Regions from separate parts of the Zea mays genome. Here region 2 is linked to region 1. The links are chromatin contacts, called in public Hi-C maps. All regions are on one chromosome and are shown on one strand. Each heading gives the region's core, a stretch centred on a gene start, on an enhancer-like site or on the middle of the called end of the contact. The rest is flanking DNA. Distances are from core to core; before and after follow the strand shown.

The links. Hi-C and Micro-C count contacts between places; a contact is called where the count stands out from the background.
Region 2: a Hi-C map of tassel shows a contact between it and region 1, with 4 times the contacts expected there. The contact joins the promoter of LOC100279269 here to the promoter of LOC100191541 in region 1. A contact is called at or near these places in 5 of 25 Hi-C or Micro-C datasets (bundle sheath, ear, leaf and 1 more).

What each region holds. Positions count from the first base shown.
Region 1 is chr1:96,455,032-96,458,622 of Zm-B73-REFERENCE-NAM-5.0, forward strand. It overlaps LOC100191541, which reads left to right and starts at 1,482. Exons shown (of 5, transcript NM_001365495.1): 1 at 1,482-1,929; 2 at 3,423-3,591. The coding sequence starts at 1,602.
Region 2 is chr1:96,829,440-96,832,685 of Zm-B73-REFERENCE-NAM-5.0, forward strand. LOC100279269 (putative RING zinc finger domain superfamily protein) reads right to left here and starts at 1,508. Exons shown (of 4, transcript NM_001152290.2): 1 at 1,157-1,508; 2 at 931-1,052; 3 at 507-787; 4 at 1-424. The coding sequence starts at 1,215.

The DNA.
Region 1 (3,591 bases), core at 232-2,731:
TTATGAAGAGTTTCTGTTTTCAATTAGTCCCTCTTCCATGTTCAGTTTGTAGCTCTCTTTTCAGTTTATGTTCATGTGACTGAAAACAGAATCGAAAATAGAAACTGAAAACAGAAACCCAGGTTCACAGGTGGACATACACAACTTCAGAAAGAAGCTTTATGTTCATGTGACTGAAAACAGAAACCGAAAACAGAAACCCAGGTCGACAGGTGGACATACACAACTTCAGAAAGAAGCTAACTCTTATGATGCATGGAACAAGTTCACTACCAGGTTCATAAACTTCAGTCATACATACCCAAGTTCACAGTAGTTCACTACCAAGTTCAGTTACATAATAAGGTTATTGAAATACTCAGATAACCTTACACAAGCTAACTCTTACACAGATAACACATCCAGTGCCCATTCCACACCACCCATACTACTCTACTTCCTCTGACGACCCCGAATCTCTTCATAATTGACATCATCCAGTGCCCATTCCCCACCACCCATATCTTGATCTTCAGCAAATTGGTTATTGAAATACTCAGATAATGGTGGCGACGGACCAGCTTCGAGATCTTCTAAACGTTGTGCTTCCTCCTCAAGTGACTGAGCAAGCTCATACACGCGCCACATTGCGAAGTTCACTGACACCTCTTTGGCCGTATCTGGCGAATCCATAATCTCGTCTCCAGCCAAATCTTTCAACTCCTCCCAACTACATGCATCTTTGCAATGGCTTGGGCGAGGTCACTACGAACCGTTTCAAATCAGGTTATTTGCGAAACCACAAACAATGTTGTTGGAATTGAACATAGTACTGCAAAAGTTTACAAACCACAACCCTAAATTAGGTGGAAGGGAAACCTTACCGACACTGAACGAGGTGCCGAGCACTGCTTGAAGACAGAATGGGTCTGCCGTTGGGAAGTAAATTGCATCTAGCTGTTGTAGGATTAGGGATGTTGCTGGTGAGTTTGTTGGGTGTAGCACGTACCTGATGTGGCCGCGCAGGTGACATCCTTGCCGATGGAGTGCTCCTTGCCGCTACCGTCGCCTGTAGGCTTGGCGATGATTGACACAGACAATCGACTGAAGGCGGCAACCACTTCGGCCTCACTGTCGACCTCGACATCGACGTCGACGACCAGCCGTTTCTTCCCTCTCGTCGGAGTCGCCATCGGAGGAACTAGCACAGAAAGATTGACAGAAAGATTGGCGGCGCTGTGGAATGGAAAGAGGAGTTAGGTTTTCACCCGGCTCCGTGGTTAAAGCAGGGACAAAATTGACTTTTATCATAGCTCATGGAAGGTTACAGAGGGCGGGAGATTAACCGTCCCAATTTGATGTTGATGTGTGCTTCATAATACCAAAGTAGCGAGGTGTAGCGGAGTAGTAGACCGGCGAAGTCGCTCGACGACAATGTTACAAAGTCAATTAACTCCAACTAGACGAGGTCAGCCACGCGCAACGGCGCAAGCCGAATCCACCAACGCCAAACGACCGCACCAGCCAGTCCACTTCGCCAGTGATCTGTCTCAGCTCGTCGCGTCTCCGGCGCCGACAGACACGGGCGAGTGGGCAACGCGGCTCCGAGATCGGCGGGCAGGATGATGATGCTGATCGACTGCTCGAGGTGCCGTACCCCGCTGCAGCTGCCGCACGGGGCTCCCTGTATCCGATGCGCCATCTGTGGGGCTATCACGCACGTCGCCCCCGCCCCTCCTGTCGAGCCCAACCGCGGTGCCGTACAGCCGCCGCCGGGGTGGGGTCCACCGCCGCCGCCGGTGCACGGGCGAAAGCGAGCCGTGGTGTGCGGGATATCGTATCGGCACTCGCGGTATGAGCTGAAGGGCTGCATCAACGACGTCAAGTGCATGCGCCACCTCCTCATGACGCGCTTCAACTTCCCCGACGACTCCATCATTATGCTCAACGGTCCGTAGATCCGCACCCTCTGTTCTGCATTGCTGCTCTACCGACTCCTAGGAAGTCGATCGAATTGGTTGGCCGCAATTTCGGGTCAACTCTTTGCCTGTATAAGATCCTTGTATATGTGGTTTCTCCTGCGGCACGATTGATTGCCAAAGAGAAGGATAGGATGAGATATGATGACTGGAGGAGGCCTTGCGGTCGGCTACCTTTATTTGTTCCAATTATTCTTATCCTTGGCATATTTTATTAGGGTTGATGCTGGAGGATGCATGAATGCATGTTTCGTCCAATATTATGAGATATTTATCACCTGTCTGACCAAATGGTTCTGCCTCAGGCCGTTTAAAAAAAAAGGATAAGTACATGAATATGCTTGCTTGGCCATTTTGGATCATATATGATGTTCAGGTTGAGAATTGAGATAATCAGAAGGAAGGTATAGTTTCTGCTAGTATTTTTCCAAACCAGGAGATTTTGTCTTAACTTTGATTTCAGCAACTGAATCCCAAGTGTGGAACTGCAAATTCATGTAAAGTTCAGACTGTTTAAAGTGGTTATATACATTGTGGGTCCTGCAAGTTTCTGCAAAGAAATTAAGGATTTTCTACTGTTCATCCTTCCAAATATGGGAATTTTATGTTTTGTGAAAAATATAGATGCAATCCCACAGTTGGGAATTTTCTAGATTAGTAGATTGAATGTCTATATTTTGAATGTCATCGATGTTTGAATTTGAGGCTGACGTTGTCTATCTCACACCAAATCACGGGTCTAATTCATATTGGCTAGGCTACGATGTTGTTGTATATAGATAGGGGGTTTTATGGTTTTCTCGGTCTGTGTAAGAATGTCCTCTTCTTAATGCAATGCTCGGGGTTGTCTTATCACCACTGGTCGAGTTTTTTTAATATACCTGTCTGTGCCTGGTCTGAAGGGCAAGTTTGGTTTAGTGTTGAGAGTTGTCTCACTGAGTCACTAGGTTGCGGGTTTGAAGGACTCTTTCCACATTTGTGAAGGGAAGTCTTGCCTCGGCTTATCCCTTCCTTATACCTCACTTATGTGGGAGCTTTAAACACTGGGTCTGACTCTTTTGTTTGTGCCTGGTCTACAATACTTACATAATATTATTTTATGCTTATTATCTTTTTCCTTACTGATCTACTTGATGTGCCGCCAGTGGTTTTGCATATTTATTAGCTTCTTTTGAGTATTCTACTCAAGTTGAGTTAGATTTTCCATGTTTTATATACCAACTAAAGTGCTAATATTTTTTTTGAAAGATTTGAAGTGCAAATACTACCTTGGAGCTTGCTTCCTTCTTTTTGGTACCACATGTAACTGAGGCACATTTACATTAGGTGCAATTTAGATGTCAGATGAATTTGCATTTTGATTATTTTGAAACGTTATGTACTGAGTGTAGCAATTTTTTTGATAATGTGTTGTTTCTACTTTTGAACCCTAAAAAAGTAAACACTTTTAATACATTCTTGCAGAAGAACAAACCGACCCCTACAAAATCCCAACAAAGCATAACATAGGGATGGCCATGTATTGGCTTGTGCAAGGTTGTCAACCTGGAGACTCATTGGTGTTCCATTATTCTGGGCATGGAGCACAGCAAAGAAACTACAATGGAGATGAGGTTGATGGGTTTGATGAAAC
Region 2 (3,246 bases), core at 258-2,757, 370 kb after region 1:
GGAGCAGCACGACGGAGGCCGAACGCTGCCCGCACGTCCGGCACGGCCTGGCCAGCGGGCGCGGCGGGGCGACCTCCACGACCCTGTCCGGGTCGACGAAGCAGGACCCGGCGTCGTCCGCCGCGGCGCCCACGTTGTCCTCCTCCTCGGCCTTGCCCCTCGCCTGCGCCGCCGCCGCCTTCTGCAGCTGCGCGTGGAGCGCCGCGGCTGTGGACTGATCCGCTGCGTCCTTGGCCTGCCACGCCGCCGCCTCCGCCCTCAGCCGCGCCACCCGGTCCTCCAGGTCCGCGCGGCGCCGCGCGGCCTCCGACGCCTCCGCCTCCTTCTCCCTTACCCGTTGAGCAGCCGCCGCCTCCGCCGCGCCGACCAGCGAACGGTAGTGCCGCCGCCGAGTGTCGGCCAGCGCGCGCCGGAGCCTGTCCGCCTGCAAGGCACAAGGAGCACATCAGCGACATAGGACGGTCTCTGGTGGATACCGACGGCGACAAACGACGCACGGTTCTTACATGTTCCTGGATCAGCCGGTCCATCTCGTTCCTGTGCTGATCGCGCTGCGCGGCGAGCTCTTTAGAGAGGAGACATGAGGCCGAGGCCGAGGCCGGGGACGTGCACGACACGTGCTCCGAGCCCTCGTCGAAGTCGAGCCGGAGGCCCATCGCCGTCCGCTTCTGAAGTTGCGCCAGGTTGATCACCTTGGGCCCCTGCGCCTGCGGTTGCTGCTGCAGAGAGAAGAACTGCGACGACATGGGCTCCGCCTCGCGCTGCCGCTTCCTCCCGCCGCCGTAATCTATGTGCACACAGCAACCCGACAATTAAGTCCCCGGCGACCTTTTCACGATCCGAAATCGGAACAGAAGGGTGCGGTGCTGCTGCCCAAGAAGACGAAATCCGCCGCGGAGCCAAGGAGTGCGCTTTGTTTGATCTGCTTACCTCCATGCGAGAAGTCCAAGAAGAGGGGCGGAGCCTGAGCCTGCTGCGGCGCCATAGCCTCCTTCTGCGCCTGATGATGCAGCTCCATCGCCGCCGCCAACCGGCTGCCCTCCGGCGCGCCGCTGACAACCCAGACGCTCAAATCACCCATCCGAATACGATCCAGCAGACCGACGATCGACGCGGAAGAAACGATTAGAAGATGCACAGCGGCCACGGCAGGTACCTGACGAGGAAAGGGGACTCGCGGTGGTAGTGGTGGTGATAATGCGCCTGGACCGCCATTGCTGGAACCGGGGCAACCAAATCAATCAGGCAGCCGAGAGAGAGGCGACGGACGGGTGGAAGCACGCGCGTGCCAAGCGTGTGAGTCGGGTGGGCAGTAGGAGGACGGAGAGAGTCGCGGGCAACGCGAACGAACTGGTCCACCGCCTCCTCCTCGTCCTCGTCTTAAGAGGGCGTCATGGGGCTGGCTGCTCCTGTCCAGTCTCACCTGCTTCGCGCATGCAGGGATGACACGGGTGGCAGGCTGTTGGCGTGGCTGGTGCTGGCTCGATTTCATGAGGAGAGAGGGTTGGTGCTGATGCGCTGGTGCCTTTCCGTTTTCCTTTCATATTTATCAAAGGAGATGCTTAACGTTAGCGATGGCTAGCGTGAACTGTCTGGCAATTTGTGATTTACTACCATATACTGATACACACGATTGGAACTATGTACATTTAGACCTTTTTAAAAAATAAGGACTAGTTTGGAAACCACATTATCTCAAGGGATTTTCATTTTCCTAAAGAAATTAGTTCATTTTTCTTTGAAAAAATAAGAATCTCTTGAGAAAATTGAGCTCTCAAACTAGCTCTAAAAGAAACAAATCGGTCTTAGAGAATTCTAAACCTATAAAAATTGTTATATCTTCATTTTATATAGAGAATTAAATTATTTCTTCCAGTTCCTATGGTTGAAGGAAACTAGCATGAGGTTAGAAATCACAATTTTTTCCTTATATATATTTCTATGATAATTTATGTACTTTTAAGGCTGGCCGGAGCATGTAAACGCTTCTCTTCTCTAAATATAGAGTAGATTTTCTCAGCTCTCTCTTCCAACAACGTCCTATAAACATAGGTTCATTCATATATACAGATTTTATCCCTTCTCTTTTTTATTCTTTTTAATACTTTAAATAATAAATTAAGCAAAACTAAAATATGTATTAAATATTTAAGGGTGCGGTAGGTAAAAATCTAAAGCAAAATTTATCTCTAATATACATGATAAGATATGGAGGACGTTACTAGAGATAAATAACATATAGAAAAGGGAATATTTTAAAGGATACTCTAAAATTAGGATGTAAAAAGAGATACAGATGACACCGAAAGTCTAAGAGTATTAGGTTTCTAGAGACTAATTTTTAGTTTCTCTATTTCATTTCATTTCATTTCATTTTAGTGTCTAAATTACTAAATACGGAAACTAAAACTCTACTTTAGTTTTTTGTATTTAGCAATTTAGAGATTAAAATAAAATAAAATTGAAAGACTAATAATTAGTGCATAAAAACAAAACACCCGTTAAGTTGAGCTAAAAACAATATTCGCCATCGAGGACAGATGAAACTGCAATATATTGTCTGGCCACTTCTTTTCTTTTATTTTATTCTAAGGATATACTGCCTCGTAGCGGTGAGCACAAAATGTTGGCAAAAAAAATGTTAAAAGCAGAACACGGTGGGGGCGCGGTTGGTGCCATGCCAGTGACATATTTCATCATGTCACAAGGCTGTTGGAGTGATATGTTACTCGGTAAGCAAATCGTTCGGTGGCACACTGGCACTACAGCACATTTTGAAATGATATACTCCCTCTGTTTCGTTTTAGATGTCGTCGCTATTTATAGATTGATTGTTAGAAACGACTTATAAAAAGAAATAAATGAAGTAGTTATAAACAAAATACTGTAAAAACCACAGATATAACAGGATTAAAATCACAGTAACCCGCAGCGAACAACCTTTGCAGTATATCTCTACGGATGGATATGGATGGGTGGGTGAAATATCCAAGGCCCCGTTGGGAATACCCCGAGTAAAAAGATTGGAAAACAACGGGCGTGTTCGGCTGGCTACAAGCCGACACTGTTGCAGCTGTTTGGACTGCTGCAGCTGCAATCCATAGAGAGAAAAATACTGTAGAAGCCGCAGCCGCAGCCGGATTGCAGCCGCAGCAAGCCGCAGCGAACAAGCTGAACATGTCTACTTTATCGTAACTATTAGTAACTCAACTCACAAAAGCGACTGAAAACGAAGACACGTCGAAT